6 separate regions of the Mus musculus genome follow, and all the other regions are linked to region 1. A link is a contact called in public ChIA-PET, Hi-C, HiChIP or PLAC-seq and promoter capture Hi-C data. All regions are on one chromosome and are shown on one strand. Each heading gives the region's core, a stretch centred on a gene start, on an enhancer-like site or on the middle of the called end of the contact. The rest is flanking DNA. Distances are from core to core; before and after follow the strand shown. Region 1 holds the start of Prune1 (prune exopolyphosphatase). Region 2 holds the start of H4c14 (H4 clustered histone 14). Region 3 holds the start of H3c15 (H3 clustered histone 15). Region 4 has its middle 22 kb from the start of Anp32e. Region 5 holds the start of Anp32e (acidic (leucine-rich) nuclear phosphoprotein 32 family, member E). Region 6 holds the start of Car14 (carbonic anhydrase 14).

Region 1 (2,616 bases), core at 65-2,564:
AAAGGAAGATGCCTATCTGTTTCTTCAGGGGCAGAGAAACTTACAGCAGGGGGCCAGGTGACTTGGAGCCTTTAAAGGGAAGAGCGACCTAATGCCACACAGCCTGTCAACACAGCTGGGCGAGTCCAGCTGGTTCAGGAAGCACCAAAAATAAGCTACAAAGAATTCAGGGCCGTGCTTATGGTTTAGATTCCAAACACACTTTGTGTTTATCCCTTACCAAGGAGGCGGTATTTTTACGTGTGTGTGTGTGTGTGTGTGTGTGTGTGTGTGTGTGTGTATGCGCACGCGCCTGCATTAACACTAAAGGAGAACACTGGAAGCAAAGGAATGTAAGTTGTGGGTCAACATATATGCCTGATGAATTATTCTGTATATTTGGCATAAAAACAAAGATTTAAAGTAAAACACCACGACCGCCTCTACCTAGGAGGGAAAAAAAAAAAAGGCAAACCGCCATTCAGAGGCAATAAAGCGGTGCACCCAGTGCCCTCCACTCCCAGAGGTTCACCTGGACCCAGTGGGCTGAAGCCCGCTTGCGGGAGGGAAACTGAGAGGGGCGGGGAGAAGGGAGAGACACACCTCGCCGGGCGAGGCTGGCGGCCGCCGCACAGGTTCTGCCGAAGGACCCGACTCAAGCAAACCAAGAGACTCCTTTCTCCGGGCTCTCCCGCCTATGGCCGAAGGGCTTGGTCCTCTAGCTCCCCCGCGTCCATCTCTGTGATCCCTCCACACCGACCGTCCGGGCTCCCCAGATCCCACACCTTCGTCCTTCCCAGACCCCACGCTGCATTCCTTTCGGTCACGGACTGGGACCCGTTACCTGCAAAGCGGCTCGACAGTCCTGCAGGTAGTCCTCCATGGTAAAGCCCGAGGTGTGCCGTTGCCCCTCAGCCAGGAGAGGTAACCCGGCAGAATGTACCCCGCCCTAGACCTAGGGTCTAGAGCCGAGAGTCAGGGGGCGGGACTCGAACCCGCCACTAAAGGGTTCGGCCTCCGAACCCCAGGAGGAAGTGCGTAATCCGGCACTCCGGGAGTCCGGCGTTGCCCCGCCCCCCAGCGGCAGAGGCTGGGTTCTGAGCCCAAAGACTCATGGGACGTCAAGGAGGAGTATGGTATATCGCGGTGCCTCCTGGGAAATGTAGTCCAGCAGCTCGTGTTTGTCCTCAAGTGAGCAGTTTTCGGAGGGCTATGACATGCAAATTGTGTATGTGTCACAATAACTCGCCTTTATGGCATCTGAACTTGCAGATAGGACTAAGTATAGTACCTTTCCATATATTACACCGAAAATCTGTTCGAGATTGATGTAAATTAATCTCTCAATTTTTTTTAAAATACAAATTCTTTCTATCTAGCCCAACCTGTCTGGAATTTGTAATCTTTCTCCTCAGTTTCCTGAATACTGGATTCACAGGCCTGGTTTGGTTAGGACTTTAAATTACAACATTGCTGTACATATTATTTATTAAAATAGCTTCCCTGGTTAGGTGTTTTTTCTTTCTTTTTTTTAAATTCTCCCCTTTACCAAACTGACAAATCGTGATCAATGTGTTTGTTCACGATAGGAAAACATTACCATAATGTTTGACTTGTTTTCTTAAAACCTACTGTCGTGCCAACTCTTCCTCCTTCTTCATAGCCTTTCTTCTACAGCCTGAGCAAATACTCCTCATTCATGGGCTGTTGCAACCGTGACTTTGCTTCCTGGGTCTCTGTTGCAACAGTTCTCTCGGCTTTCCGAGTTGCTTGAAGCCTTATCCTTTGGCCGTCACATCAATAGAGTTTAGAGGAGCCTTCAGAACCTAAGGCTGGGTTCCAACATCCCTTAACTGCCACTTGCGTGTCCCAGGGCAGACTACTTGGGGGGAAAATGTCCCTTCATCATAACATGTTCCCTCATTTTTTAATCTATCCCCAGATCGTCCTGCTTCTCGGGGAGGTGAGAAGAGGCAGAAGAGCGTCTTCCTCGCCCCCGACCAGGTACACAGCTGAACCAGTTTCATTCCTAGCCTTTCAAAAAAAGCATACGGGGAAGAAGGGAAGCCTTGGGAAAGAGCTCAGGGGCTCCAGAAAACCAGGAGTGGGAATTTTCTTTCTTATTGAACGAGTACATATGCAAACACAACGCCCTTCCGCCCTGCTTTCTTGGCTCCAGAGCAGAGGGCTGCGGCGGGCATCCAGGGAGGTCTAATCAACAGCCGCTGTCCCGCCCTGCTCCTCCGGGCTCTGCCAGGCCGCTTGCTTTTCCCGGTTCTCACCAGAGAGGCACACGCGCTCCGTCCCTTCCAGCGGCAGGCGGAGGGAAGAGAAAGGGTCTGTTGTTTTTCTCTCTTCCTTTCTGCGGCTCACCGGGCTGCTGACCGGCTCAGACAGCCCTGATGGAAATCCTCGGTAGCTGAGCAGGCCCCTCCTCCTCCTCCTCCTCTAGGGACCGCGTCCTTGGCTAATTTGTCTTTGTCCGGACAGGGGGAAAAGAGGGACAGAGAGAAGAAAAAGAAAAACCACAAACTTCCTTTGAAAGCCAGTTTGTAGGCACGGCCTGGAGCGCACGCCGGAGGCTCGGTGACTCGGGAATCCTGAAGACTCTGGGAAGCCAGGCGGGACCGCCTGCGC
Region 2 (2,616 bases), core at 55-2,554, 980 kb after region 1:
TTGCTTATGTTATGGGACATTAAAATGTCGTTGCAATTGTATCCCAGCAGAGCTTCGATCCCAGTCCACTATTTCCTAGATCCATGCCTAAACTGAGGAGTTTTGCGAGGACTTTTGGGGGTCCTGCTTGGTGTTTAATTGTAAAGACACCGGAGACATCTGGATACAATAAAGCTGTTGGCCTGTTTGCTGAGACAGTCCCTCAGCTAACCCATCTACCTAACCCGACCGACTTCTTGCCACTGTGTCCCACCACGTGTCTCTTTAAATCCCTGTTCCGTTCTTGTCCCTGCTTGTCTCCCGCCTGTCCGGCCCAAGCTTCTGCTGCCAGCTCTTTATTCTGCAGGAGGCCATACGCCTAACTCTTCCACTGAGCCAATCAGCAGCAGGACAACGCCCGGTCTCTCTTACGTAGCCTTTTGGCGCAGAGGGTTACGTGACCTCCATCTAGGCAGCTAGCTTTCTAACATGGCCTGAAGAAAATCTTTTGGGAAGATGAGGAAGGATAAAAGGTGGGTTGTGGGGCCATAGAAACAATACCAAATATCCGGTCAAGCACAGCCACTCATTGGAAACACAGGGACACAGCCACATAGCCATTTGATGTGTGGACATAGGTCATCCCATCCAAAGGGTCTCCTTATTGCAATTCTGCTCCAAACAGCTAAAGAAAATCTTAGCCAGTCTCTTGACCTGACAACCAGCTCACACACTAAGTAGGAATTAAAATTCCCAGTGTGAGCTATCCTGCTGGATGCTATCTATCCGCCGTGGTATAGAAACTTAAGTGGATGGCTCTAAAAGCGGAACACCTAGTAGCGTTGAGTCACAAGGAAAACTAGCGTCTTTACCTTACCGAGTCTAAACCCACGGTTATTACCTGTACAACCCAAGTCAGTGTCAGCTCTCCTGAAGAGACTGTGGTTGGCCCTAAAAAGGGCCGTTAGGGATGGGGGGGGGGGGAATTGAAGCGGCGGCGTCTAGCCTCCGAAGCCGTAGAGGGTGCGGCCCTGGCGCTTGAGAGCGTACACCACATCCATAGCGGTGACGGTCTTGCGCTTGGCGTGCTCGGTGTAGGTGACTGCGTCGCGGATGACGTTCTCCAGGAACACCTTCAGCACACCACGGGTCTCCTCGTAGATGAGGCCGGAGATGCGCTTGACCCCACCGCGCCGAGCCAGGCGGCGGATGGCGGGCTTGGTGATACCCTGGATGTTGTCACGCAAGACTTTGCGATGGCGCTTGGCGCCACCCTTGCCTAGACCCTTTCCACCCTTTCCTCTGCCAGACATGGCTAATGTAATCTGAAACACCAGCTGGTGAGGCATTGGAGGTGGAGTGCCACTAATATATGAGAGGATCGGACCAGATTGAAAACTGAAAGCGCGCGGGCGGGAACCTTTCTAAATTATCCGGGCTCTGGATGTTGCATCATCTTCCTGTTTTTCTTTTCTCTTCTCTGCCCTCTACCGGTTCCTTACAGTCTCAAGCCTTTATTTTTTTATTTTCGATTTTCTTAATTATGGTGCCGAAGTCCCTCGGAGAATTCAGATTCCTCCAAATAAAACTTAGAGATAACACAGACTTTAGAAAGCACTGACGCTAAAAAGACAAAAGACCGGAGAAAGAGAAAGTTAGAGATGAGGGGGGAGTGCGCTGCACTGAAGGGCCCGGAGCTCCTGTTAGGTAAAAACCGCAGCAAAAGTTCCAGTAACCAGCGTGACAATCGAAAGCAGAGGACCCAGGAATGTGTGTGGAAGGGAAAGGTCGCGGGCGTTTCTGCGTACAGTCGCCTGTTTCGTTGATAGAGACACATTATTCAGATCAAGCAGAAACTAGATCATAGGAAAACTGAGGATGCCGCCGATCCTTTTCACCGAGGTCAGTGGGTTTCCACGCTCTTCTACCCAAAGGCCCGCTGACTAGCCGAGCAGCCCGGGAATGCTGCTACGCTCGTTTCCACAAGTCCTTTGAGGCCCGCCCTTTGTTTTCAGTTATTCCAAACTGTCTCTACTATGCAGTAGACTAAAATTCACTTTTTCAAGTGTGTGTCTGCTTTATACAGTGACGCCCTGGGAAATGAACTGGAGTCTGTACTTCTAGTATGTCCGTCGTTCCCAGGGCCACCCATAGAAGAATCTTGAGAAAGCATTCTGCATCAGAAAGAACGGTAGTGGGTTGGTTGGGACTTGTTTTTAAAGTGATCTGATAGGCCTTGTTCTGACTGTTCCTTTATTCTAACATCTATATGTGCTCATGAATCCCCACCACCACCACCACCACCTTTTTTCTATCCAGATTTTCTGGCTCCAGACATGTAGATAGATGTAGGTTTTGAGTCACCTTAGGCTGGGGGCTCAGACTCCCCTCTCAACTCAAATGTTTTAAACCTAAGACCTGTGAATTGTAGATCTTAGAGGGAAGAGAGCTCCCTCCTACCCCAGTAACCCTGGGCAGTCATACACGTCTCTTGATGGATAGATCCTGTTTGTAGACATGCCTCCATGCCCAAACTAGCACCCTAGAATTCAGAGCCTCTCCATCCCGCAGCCGCTGTTTTCTCATTCCCATGGCGACCCCTGGAAGCTGTGTTGCTTCATATCTCTGTATTGTGCG
Region 3 (2,616 bases), core at 55-2,554, 960 kb after region 1:
CCTTTGATATCCAGTGTATTTCGGTCCAGAAAGGTGCCTGCCAAAGTGGGAAGGGGGGAATGGAGTTGTCATTTTGAAGTAAATTAATAGGAGTAAGAGGAAAAACTACCCAATTGCCATTGAACCATATCATAGCAATAAATGCTGAATCCCAAGTAGCTAGCAGGTCTTCTAATCAAGTGTTAGAGAACAAAGCTTTATCACTGGATATTACTCATAGTCCACTTACCACCGACGTTGAGCCCCGTAAGCCTCAGACATTGCATTAAATGAGCAACAATAATCTTCAGTCGTCCAGAAGTCTGGTGATGTAATTATGAGCTGTAAGCTAGATCTCAGCCTTCAGCTACTTACAAAGCCTTCTCTGCTCCAGCTGGGTAGGAACATTACATAGTATCCACCAAGCCCCAACCCTCCGTAAGATTATCCCCTCCCCTTAGACTGAGGTGGTGAACCTACTTCGGGTTAACAAGCTAGGAGTCTGAATAAGACCGCAATTAACGTTAAACAACTTACACTAAGGGCATTCAAACCTTCCTTGAAAGCAACCATTATGTAGACATAACAGGTATAAGTCAGATACCAACCTAGAGCTATGGAGCGGGATAATGTGCGGACAAAGCTCTAAGCGAAGTAAACAGCTCTTTCCGGGAAGCTGTGGTGGCTCTGAAAAGAGCCTTTGTGGGGAATGGATGGGAGACAGGGCGCTTAAGCGCGCTCCCCACGGATGCGGCGGGCCAACTGGATGTCCTTGGGCATGATGGTGACGCGTTTGGCGTGGATGGCGCACAGGTTGGTGTCCTCGAACAGCCCCACCAGGTAGGCCTCGCTCGCCTCCTGCAGCGCCATGACGGCCGAGCTCTGGAAGCGCAGGTCCGTCTTGAAGTCCTGCGCGATCTCGCGCACCAGGCGCTGGAACGGCAGCTTGCGGATCAGCAGCTCGGTCGACTTCTGGTAGCGCCGGATCTCCCGCAGCGCCACGGTGCCGGGCCGGTAGCGGTGCGGCTTCTTCACGCCGCCCGTGGCCGGGGCGCTCTTGCGGGCGGCCTTGGTGGCCAGCTGCTTGCGCGGGGCCTTGCCGCCGGTGGACTTGCGGGCAGTCTGCTTCGTACGGGCCATGGCGAAGACGGAAGACACCCAAACGAGGAGCACTCGGGGACCTGATACCGGCCCGAGCCGGCCGCCTTTATAGGCGCAGTCTTCCCCGCGGCGGGGCGGAGACAGCGACTTGAAACTCCCGCGCTGCCGCGCCATTGGCCGTGGCGTCACCGGCCCCGACCTCGCCCATTGGCTCGGGCCCGCCACGCCACCTGACCCGCCCCCACCCGCCCCCCACGTCCAGCCCCGCGCCCGGTCCACTTGCCAACGTTCTGCGAGGGTGGAGCCACGTCTGGCAGCTGCCCGTAGAGGGCGGGTCCCGGCTCTGCCCAAGAGGAGCTCGCGCGCCCCCGCCCGCCGCCCAAAGTCCCAGGGCAGAACTAATCTAGTGTTTGTGCAGCACCGCCCAGCCACAGCCACAGTCCCAGCCCCAGTCCCCCATGATCCCTAGAGCCGGCCGCGTCCAGTCCTCGCGGGACACCTCCTCCTCCTAGACATTCCCCAAGGACCGGACGAGAGCGCGGCTGACTGCGACTTATGTCTAGATTGGCCTAGACGTCCTAGTTGAGTCTTAGTCCTGGGAAGGGTCAGGCGGGTGGACGCTGAGTGAGGGACAGTGTTGTGTAGGACAAGGGTGTGGGCAGATAGGGGCTAAATGCTTGGGACGGTCAGCGAGAACCGCGTATCCGCTCCGCCGAGGCAGGGCATGAACCAAAGAGCGACAACAGACTAACTACCAGGGGGAACCACGGGCAGGATGGGCAAGGAAGCAGAGGACACGACACTCTTACTTTTGGGGCAGGGCCAGGAAAGGCCACCAAGACCGGCTACCGTGACACAACTCTTTATCTGATTCAGTGGGTGGCTCTGAAAAGAGCCTTTTTAGGAGCTCGCGGGGGTTATATCACAGAGACGCGGGCCGACGCGAGCAGTGGCCTCACTTGCCCTTCGCCTTATGGTGGCTCTCCGTCTTCTTGGGCAGCAGCACGGCCTGGATGTTGGGCAGGACGCCGCCCTGCGCGATCGTCACTTTGCCCAGCAGCTTGTTGAGCTCCTCGTCGTTGCGGATGGCCAGCTGCAGGTGGCGCGGGATGATGCGCGTCTTCTTGTTGTCGCGGGCCGCGTTGCCCGCCAGCTCCAGGATCTCGGCCGTTAGGTACTCCAGCACCGCCGCCATGTATACCGGCGCGCCGGCACCCACACGCTCCGCGTAGTTGCCCTTGCGCAGCAGCCGGTGCACACGCCCCACCGGGAACTGTAGCCCGGCCCGGGAAGACCGCGACTTGGCCTTGGCGCGGGCCTTGCCTCCTTGCTTGCCACGACCGGACATCACGAAAGCGCAAACAGACGAACGGCCACAACCAGGAAACGGTACTCCGGCGCCGACGCCTCACCCTTTTATAGACGCAGACCCGATTGTCCGCCCGACGCTCTCATTGGCTCACACGCGTCCTGACGCCGTGGCCAATAGGAGCGCGCGGACAGAAGCCTCTCATTTACATAAGACCGGCTCCCTCG
Region 4 (2,616 bases), core at 70-2,569, 670 kb after region 1:
AAAAATTCGAATTCCAAGTGATTTTACAGATTTTTTATTAGATATTTTCTTTATATACATTTCAAATGCTATCCCGAAAGTTCCCTATACCCTCACCCCGCCCTGCTTCCCTACCCACCCACTTCCAATTCTTGGCCCTGACATTCCCCTGTACTGGGGCATATAAAGTTTGCAATACCAAGGGGCCTCTCTTCCCAGTGTTGGCCGACTAAGCCATCTTCTGCTACATATGCAGCTAGAGACACGAGCTCTGGGGATACTGGTTAGTTCATATTGTTGTTCCACCTATTGTTGCAGACCCCTTCAGCTCCTTGGGTGCTTTCTCTAGCTTCTCTATTGGGGGCACTCACTGATAAGTGGATATTAGCCCAGAAACATAGGACACCCAAGATACAATTTGCAAAACACAAGAAAATCAAGAAGAGGGAAGACCAATGGGTGGATACTTCACTCTTCCTTAGAGTAGGGAACAAAATACCCATGAAAGGAGTTACAGAGACAAAGTTTGGAGCTAAGATGAAAGGATGGACTATCCAGAGACTACCCCACCAGGGGATCCATCCCATAATCAGCCACCAAACCCAGGCACTATTGCATATGCCAGCAAGATTTTGCTGAAGGGACCCTGGTATAGCTGTATGAGGCTATGCCAGTGCCTGGCAAATACAGAAGTGGATGTTCACAGTCATCTATAAGATTTTACAGATTTTATTTTGTAATAAAGCTGTATATATCGGAATATGGGGTTCCCGGGCTGCAGTTCGCAGGAGGTGCTGCGCTAGACGCCAACTTTTAAGGAGACTCTTCTAAGGTCGCGTTTCCCACCGCGATCCCCGGGTCGAGCCAGCGTGCTGCCACGTATCGGGTCTTGATAGGCTTGAACAGGTCATGCCATTTATCTAAATGCTTTTGGAAGTCAGTCCTCTGCCGCAGTCCCTGGGCATATCCCGAGCTTCCAATCTTTATTTTCCGTTTTCTAATTGCTGCTACTACAGCAGAGCGCCCTGCTGGGGTCCGCCAAGAACAGGACTTAGGACAGAACTGCAAATCGAGCACTCGTTCCGGAGCTAGCGAAGGCGGATGTGACGTCAGATCGACTACGTCGGATGCACCTGCCAGGCCTGGGCTCCTGGGAGTGAGACACGGTTGCCCCAGGGGCTAAGGGACAGACTCGACCTGACCGAATCCCATCACAAGGACGCCTTTCTAAACTCCACTGGGCCGCAGCTCTGGTCACGAGGCTCGGCCTCACTCCACCACCCCCCCAACCCCCGCCCCATCCCTTGTCAGAGCTCCCGTGCATGCGCAGTCGCGCCGGAAGCACGGCTCTGGAGTTTCCGCATCACGGACCTCAGGGATCCTCTACGCTGTTCATTGTCCTTCGGGTCTCGCAACGTTTGCCTAATGATTCCCAATTTCAGTGTTGCATCATTCTAAAGCCTGATGTTGAAGACTATCGCCCAACCCTGGTTAGCCAGTAATCGGAAACAGCAACGTTATGTGTCTTCTAAAGAAATGAGGGCTAGTTTTGTTTTGTTGTTTTTGGTTTTTTTTCGAGACAGGGTTTCTCTGTGTAGCCCTGGCTGTCCTGAAACTCACTCTGTAGACCAGGCTGGCCTCGAACTCAGAAATCCGCCTGCCTCTGCCTCCCAAGTGCTAGGATTAAAGGCGTGCGCCACCACTGCCCGGTGAGGGCTAGTTTTTTTGTTTGTTTGTTTGTTTTAATTTAGATTTTATGTGTATGAATGTCTTGTGTGTGTGTGTGTGTGTGTGTGTATCACTCGTGTGCCTGGTGCCCTCGGAGGTATCAGATGCTTGGGAGCCTCTGGGGATTGGTCCTCTGTAAGAGCAGCCAGTGCTGGAACTCACGCTGTAGACCAGGCTAGCCTCGAACTCAGAAATCCGCCTGCCTCTGCCTCCTGAGTGCTGGGATTAAAGGCGTGCGCCACCACTGTCCAGCTTGTTTGTACACATTTTTCACTGACCTTGTCCTCAGGAGCTAACCCTCCTATCTATCCATCCCCTTTCCCTACTCCTGGAACTGCTGCTAATTGATAAAACTTAAAACTACATCAGTCAAGTTGAGCAGGTGCTGGGAGAAAGCACTGAAGAAAACCGACTCCGAGACTACACATAAAACAGGAAGACAGCAGGGCTTGGTGGCGCACGCCTTTAATCCCAGCACTTGGGAGGCAGAGGTAGGCGATTTTCTGAGTTCGAGGCCAGCCTGGTCTACAAAGTAAGTTCCAGGACAGAGAAATCCTGCTTCGAAAAAACAAACAAACAAAAAACACGAAGGCTCTTTCTTTACCGAACGAGTGATTCCAACAGAGAGACTTTGTAAAGGTCCATTACAGAGAGAGTTAGGACTTATTTTTCCGTCTTTTAGTCAATCACAGCTGAAGGTAGTTTGTCAAAAGTATCAAAGTAAAATCATCCTTAAATCCTTTTTATTAGAACCAACGAACCACTTTAGAATGTTTGCATCAGTTTGTTTTGTACAGTAGAAGTTTCTTTGGAGGTCTGAGAAACATGGAAAAGGTCTTGGACTGCAGGCCATCCTAGGCCACATAGCCAGTCCTATCCTCAAACAGACAAGGATGGAGCAGAGTGTAG
Region 5 (2,616 bases), core at 76-2,575, 650 kb after region 1:
ATAATTACATAGTTTCTGTTGTTATTGTTATTTTGTGACAGAGGCTGGCCTTGGATTTACTTAGTAGATGACTGTGGATCTGCCCCTCTCTCCCTTCTGAGGGCTATGATTAAAGGAATGTTGGATCTTTCAGGAACATTAAACAGAAAAAAAAAGTTTTGGTTTTGTTTTTAATTTACTTATTTTGTTTTTGCATATCCGTGTGTTTTGCCTGCACGTACGCACACACAATGCATCTGTGCCTGTGGCCTGTGGAGTCCGGAGGATGCCTCTGAATTTCCTGGCATTGTAGTTATGGGTGATTATGAGCCACTATATGGGTGCTAGAAATCGAACCAGGGTGGAACCTCTGCTAGAGGTCATTGCCTCTCCATCCCCTCACACTTAAAAGAACATTTTAAGTAGATTCCTGTAGGAAAGGAGAGGCCTTGCTGGACAGTTTCTGATAATTGTGTTTCTTTAGGCCTGTGTTATTTTTCCTCTAAGGTGTCAATTTTGTTTGTTTGTTTTTCTGTCTTTTGGAAACAGTCTCTCCCCACCCCACCCCCCTTTCTGTGTAATCCTGGAACTCGCTCTGTAGACCAGGTTGGCCTCGAATTCAGAGATCTGCCTGACTCTGCCTTCCAGTGCTGGGATTAAAGGCGTGTGCCACCGCGGCTGGCTCTAATATTCCAACTTTTTAGCAGTGACAAATGACCTCAGTATCAACTCCTCCTGGACAGTTTTATTTAAAGGCTTCTGACTCAACGTGCTAAACTCAACTCTGCTTTCAGAGCCGTTCCCCCCTTTATGTTGGAAGTTAAAATACCTTCTTTATCACGCTCTGGTTCTACAAGCAGTTCGGGACGGGGAGGTGTCACCAACACGCTGTTCGCGCTCGCGCCCCTGCTTACACTTTAGCCGCAGAGCAGAAGGCTTGTGCTTTAAGACCACCGAAAGCTCTGGGTGCAGTGTGTTGCATGACCCACTTACAACTTGGGGATGCCAACGACGCCTTTTCCCTTCCTTTTAACCCTGAAGCCAGAAAAACCCCAAACAAACAAAAACAAACCCAACAGACACCCAAACCGTCCTACTACCAAGGGGAAAGCGCGCCAATCACACAAAGAAAAGGAGGGGGGCGACTGGGATTCAAAATCATTTCTCCGGGACGTACATCCTCCCGAACCTATCGGAATTAACTGCGCGCCTAGTCAGAGCCAATAGACACTGAGTTTCTGGTCCAGGTCCCCCCTAAAGACAAATGGACAACCCTCTAGCCCAATGGAGTCGTGTGACGCTAAGGACTCGACCAATCCCGTTGGGAGGTGGGTGGAGTGTAGGCTAGGGGGGGTTGGCGGTGCCGTGTCATGGAGGCTCAGTCTCGCAGCAGCCATTGAAGGGGAAGGAACTGCGGGCGCGCGCGTGTCTCTCTCCCTCACTCTCTCTGTGTGAAAGTGTGTGCGTGCCCGAGTGTGCGCGCGCGGGTGTGTGGACTCGGAGGTGGGGGCAGCCGAGTTAGTCCCAAGTCGTCGGACTCCATTTGCTATTCTTTTCTTTCTCTCCCACACCCGTGTGGTAGTGGGCGTTCGTCTTTGCGTCTCTTTTCATTCATCTCCAGACCTTTAGAGGTTTTTTTAGGGTTGGGGATAGTGGGGAGGGCAGGCGAGGGGAAAGGAGGAGGACATGGAGATGAAGAAGAAGATTAACATGGAGTTGAAGAACAGAGCCCCGGAGGAGGTGAGATGACTCAGCCCCCATAGTCCCCTCCCGCCCTGGATCGTGAGGGGTGGGCTTCGGGGGTCCGGGTGGGTGCGCAGGGCGGGCTGGGAAGCGCGCCCCCACTTGGGGTGGAGGCGGGGTGTTTATTTTAAGTTTTAAATCACCAGGCTCTTGTGCTTAAAATGGCGAAGGGCTTAAGTTTCTAGGGGCATTTTCGTGAGCGCGCGGGGGCTCAGCCCCATGGCGTCCTCGCAGACTGGTGGCCCGGCATCGCGGGCGCGGGCGGCGTGGGCGCGACCCCCGGGTCCTCGCCACCTGCGAAGTTGGTGTAACTTTCCCGCGGCGCCGCCACTCGGCCGGCCGCGGCCCCGGGTGTGGGACTCGCGCCGATCTGTGCCCCACGCTCCCTCCGACCGTGCCCGCTCGCGGGCAGCACGCGCCGCGGCCGGGGCCGCAGCGGAATCCCGGGACCCGACGGCGCGGGCCGCGATCCGCGTGGCGCGCGGACTTTTACGCAAGCTGGAGGCTTGTGCGAGCCTCGCTGCGCTCAGTGCGGTCGTAGGGAAGAGTCCCGAGTCTTGAAGGGGGCCCGGGAGGCGTCGCCCCGACTCCCCGCCGTCGGATTCCCTAGCGGTTTACGCCAGGTCCGCGGGTCTGGAGATTGGCCGCGGCGGGCGGGGACCAGGCTCGCTGATTCGCGGCCGCGGCGTGAAATCGAGGGACAAGGGGTCCGCGCCGCCGTGGTCCCTTGACGCCCGCTCAAAGGCGGGCATCTGCCGGGCCTCCACAGTTATCATGCAGAGCCAACGGTCCCTGAGCCCTGCTGATTTTCGTGGTTCCTTTGCGGGTTTTGGTGACTGGAGGCGAGAGAGAGGTGGTGGAAACATTGTTGCTGTGAGGGTTATCTCTGGGAGC
Region 6 (2,616 bases), core at 72-2,571, 620 kb after region 1:
AATGCTCTGAGCTGATTCTAATGCCTCTTTTTTCCTCTTTCCAAATTGTTTCTTCTCAGAAGAGATTTGTGACTCCTCATTTTCTTTTGGATCCCTTGGTCCCATCTTCCTCTCGCTTTCTAGATAATCCCCCCCCCCACCTCGTCCTTCCAATAAACTTTAATCCCTCACCTACTATGTGCTGGATACAGAATGGGGCCTGAGAAGCACAAAAACAGGGTGTAGAAACCAGGCATGGGGAGGCAGAGCCAAGCAGGTCTAACCTCAGCTACAGAGTGAGTTTGAGATAGGTCTGGCCACGTGAAACCTTGTCTCAAAAAAAAAAGTAAATAAAAATAAGCAATAACAACAAAAAAAGTTGTGGGAATCCTTCAGGCGTTCCAGAAACAACTTAGCTTGTTTTCTCCAACGTCTCCCCACCTCTCTCCTAATCCTGAAAGCCCTTTGTACACTATAAAGAGCTGAGCAAACGTTTAGTCGTGTTCCTTTCAGGGAAATGGACCAGCTGCCCCTGCCCCTTGGCAGGTAATGGAGTTATCCTTTGATCAGCAGAGGGTCGGGGTCTGAGTCGGGCAGGACTGCAGCACGTGTCCCTTCTCACCCCTGCTCTCCCTAACCAGCAGAGTGCGTAAACAAAGACGGGCAGGAGGGCTGCCCGGGACTAGGGCAGTGGGGAAAGAGTGGACTGGAGAACTGTAGCTGGCCGAGTGTCCTACACTCCTGAGCATTCACACACTGGCCTCTGGCTAGCTCTCCCTGTCGCAGAGATAGCAGTAATCGCTGGGTTAGAGAGGAAAAGGAAAAGAATGGAAGGATCTCCTCCATAGTCTTTCTCCCACCCCATGCCTCCCCCCCCTACCCCCCAGCCCCTAGGCTTCCCTTTCTGAAACCTCTCCTCCCCCACATAAGTACACATGGCTACGGGTGGACATTAGCACAGACCCAGTTGTACCTACCCCCATCTGCAGCCAGGATCCAAGTCACCTTTAACAGGAGAGCGAAGAACAACATATTATCCCCACAATGGGGTACAAGGGACCAGGAATTTGGGGTTTAGAAGAGAGAGGTGGAGAGGGAGGGAGAGAGAGGAGTTTCTGGCGTTCTATCTCTTTTCTTCTTGTCTCTGTCTCTGCAGACTTCCAGGGACTTGATTTTCCACAGGTTAACACGAACTTCTGGATCCCAGGATAAATTTCTTCCTCTCTCACTTTCTCTCTCTTCCTCTCTCTGCCCTCTCCGTATGTCCCTTCGTAATCTCCACACCACTTACTGGCCAGCAACTTCACAGTTGCCTCCCGCTTTTAAGGTGGCTCGAAACCGGTGTACGTGAGGAGGGGGGTGGTGCCTGGGCTGCAGCCGAGCAGCTCCTTAAATAGCGGATTAGGCATGCAGGATGGCCCAGCAGAGCCCAGCGCCCTGGCCTTGGCTCAGGACCCTGGAGTGAGCTCTTCCTTTGCTATTTACACTGCCGCTCGTACGGGTGTCCCCTGGAACTCTCGGTCAGGGAAGGGGGGTTTCGCACCTCTCCCTCCCAGGACACCGTGTTCTCATTCCCCTGCCTGAGGAGCACATCCCTGGGTGGTATGGGACTGCTGGTGGGGAACCTGTTTCTGAAACCAAGAGAAGTTGAGCTGGTTGGAACCAGAAAGAATTCAGATTCGGGAGATAGGAGAACAGAAGTTGGAGGCTCAGGGAGCAGGTGGGGAGTGGAAAGTCAAACTTTAAAATCTGGATTGTGGAGAGCAAGAAGTGGGGCGAGGAGAATATTTGTCTTCTGCCTCGTCTTTCTCTGGCGCCTGTCACCACCCCCTTCCCTTGGTGAGGCTTAGGTCCACGTGCCTGTGTAGCCTGGGGTGGGGGTGCGGTTTTGTTTGCCGGATAAAGCCCATTTGTGTGCACAGCGGGGGAGGGGTTGTCGCAGCACCAGGGAGAGACAGCATTCTAACTACCAGATCCAGCCACCTCCCTCCCCAGGGAGCCCAGATCTAGGGCGCCTTTTGTCACTGAAGAGGACACTGACCCCTAGCAGAGAGGCCGGGCAGGAGGAGTGATGGGTGACTGTAGAAACAATTACTGTCACCATGAGAAAAAGGCGGACTCCAAAGAAAGAGAGGGGAGGGGCCATAGAAAGGCCATGTGACCAGGTGGGTGAGGGGTCCAGGGGCTTCCCGCCCACCCAACAAAGGGTCCAGGCAGGTCCTGTGGGATCAAGTGAAACTTGCTGTGGTGGAACTGAGTTTGCTAGTGGAGCATGGAGGCTGCGTGGCGTCTCAGGAATGTGGCTGGTGTGCGCTCCCCCACGGGACTAGAAATCCCGATCGGAATGTACATCCTAAGTCCCTCATTAGTGAGTGTGAAGACCACAGATAATTTCAAGCTAGATGGTGAAATCTCTCCTCCATAACCTCTGTGAGGTCTTTCTGCCCTCCTTACTCCTATCAAGTAGCAATAAATAGCCAAAACAAAGGAGCAGAAGCCAAACAAGGGCACGGGATAAAAGCCAAATGAACAGAATAATGCATGTGCCAGGTCATCACTCCTGCGGAGACAGGAGCTCAGAGTGCTTTTCTGTCCCACGACTGAGCTTCAGAGTAAGGACTTTTTAAAAATATATAT

Evidence for each region. Promoter capture Hi-C pulls out the DNA fragments that hold promoters and counts their contacts. A called contact is a pair of places that touch in the nucleus more often than the background predicts. ChIA-PET counts read pairs in DNA pulled down with a chosen protein or histone mark. HiChIP or PLAC-seq counts read pairs in DNA pulled down with a chosen protein or histone mark. Capture Hi-C pulls out chosen DNA fragments and counts their contacts.
Region 2: a Hi-C map of uterus shows a contact between it and region 1. The contact joins the promoter of H4c14 here to the promoter of Prune1 in region 1. A contact is called at or near these places in 2 of 39 promoter capture datasets (erythroid cells and liver), 1 of 484 Hi-C or Micro-C datasets (uterus), 3 of 115 datasets of contacts at active chromatin or transcription factors (bone marrow-derived macrophages and pancreatic cancer cells) and 2 of 9 other capture datasets (adipose tissue and liver).
Region 3: a contact with region 1 is called in a promoter capture Hi-C map of adipose tissue, with 2.6 times the contacts expected there. The contact joins the promoter of H3c15 here to the promoter of Prune1 in region 1. A contact is called at or near these places in 2 of 39 promoter capture datasets (erythroid cells and neural stem cells), 5 of 115 datasets of contacts at active chromatin or transcription factors (astrocytes, bone marrow-derived macrophages, microglia and 2 more) and 2 of 9 other capture datasets (adipose tissue and liver).
Region 4: an RNA polymerase II ChIA-PET map of memory CD8 T cells shows a contact between it and region 1, with 61 read pairs. The contact joins the enhancer-like site here to the promoter of Prune1 in region 1. A contact is called at or near these places in 1 of 39 promoter capture datasets (liver), 2 of 115 datasets of contacts at active chromatin or transcription factors (embryonic stem cells and memory CD8 T cells) and 1 of 9 other capture datasets (liver).
Region 5: a contact with region 1 is called in a promoter capture Hi-C map of erythroid cells, with 42 times the contacts expected there. The contact joins the promoter of Anp32e here to the promoter of Prune1 in region 1. A contact is called at or near these places in 2 of 39 promoter capture datasets (erythroid cells and liver) and 1 of 115 datasets of contacts at active chromatin or transcription factors (bone marrow-derived macrophages).
Region 6: a contact with region 1 is called in an HNF4G HiChIP or PLAC-seq map of pancreatic cancer cells. The contact joins the promoter of Car14 here to the promoter of Prune1 in region 1. A contact is called at or near these places in 3 of 39 promoter capture datasets (erythroid cells, hippocampal neurons and pre-B cells), 2 of 484 Hi-C or Micro-C datasets (embryonic stem cells and liver) and 4 of 115 datasets of contacts at active chromatin or transcription factors (the 230-238 cell line, astrocytes, memory CD8 T cells and 1 more).

Annotation. Positions count from the first base shown.
Region 1 is chr3:95,280,762-95,283,377 of GRCm38.p6, forward strand. Prune1 (prune exopolyphosphatase) reads right to left here and starts at 1,315. Exons shown (of 8, transcript NM_173347.2): 1 at 824-1,315. The coding sequence starts at 862. Mindy1 (MINDY lysine 48 deubiquitinase 1) reads left to right here and starts at 2,174. Exons shown (of 10, transcript NM_199475.1): 1 at 2,174-2,616.
Region 2 is chr3:96,262,013-96,264,628 of GRCm38.p6, forward strand. H4c14 (H4 clustered histone 14) reads right to left here and starts at 1,305. Exons shown (of 1, transcript NM_033596.3): 1 at 922-1,305. The coding sequence starts at 1,292. The coding sequence ends at 981.
Region 3 is chr3:96,237,823-96,240,438 of GRCm38.p6, forward strand. It overlaps H3c15 (H3 clustered histone 15), which reads right to left and starts at 1,305. Exons shown (of 1, transcript NM_054045.4): 1 at 657-1,305. The coding sequence starts at 1,119. The coding sequence ends at 709. It overlaps H2ac19 (H2A clustered histone 19), which reads right to left and starts at 2,552. Exons shown (of 1, transcript NM_178212.3): 1 at 1,957-2,552. The coding sequence starts at 2,428. The coding sequence ends at 2,036.
Region 4 is chr3:95,949,987-95,952,602 of GRCm38.p6, forward strand. No RefSeq gene overlaps it. Among named protein-coding and RNA genes, the nearest start is that of Anp32e, 22 kb to the left of the region's middle. Within about 2 kb of position 1,320, at least 443 of the 459 cell types and tissues checked have an H3K27ac peak or open chromatin away from gene starts, as enhancers often do. A contact at or near this core is called in embryonic stem cells, liver and memory CD8 T cells, where this site is marked.
Region 5 is chr3:95,927,932-95,930,547 of GRCm38.p6, forward strand. It overlaps Anp32e (acidic (leucine-rich) nuclear phosphoprotein 32 family, member E), which reads left to right and starts at 1,326. Exons shown (of 7, transcript NM_023210.4): 1 at 1,326-1,719. The coding sequence starts at 1,666. Gm46815 (a long non-coding RNA gene) reads right to left here and starts at 1,094. Exons shown (of 3, transcript XR_001783926.1): 1 at 809-1,094.
Region 6 is chr3:95,903,364-95,905,979 of GRCm38.p6, forward strand. Car14 (carbonic anhydrase 14) reads right to left here and starts at 1,322. Exons shown (of 11, transcript NM_011797.3): 1 at 957-1,322. The coding sequence starts at 1,011.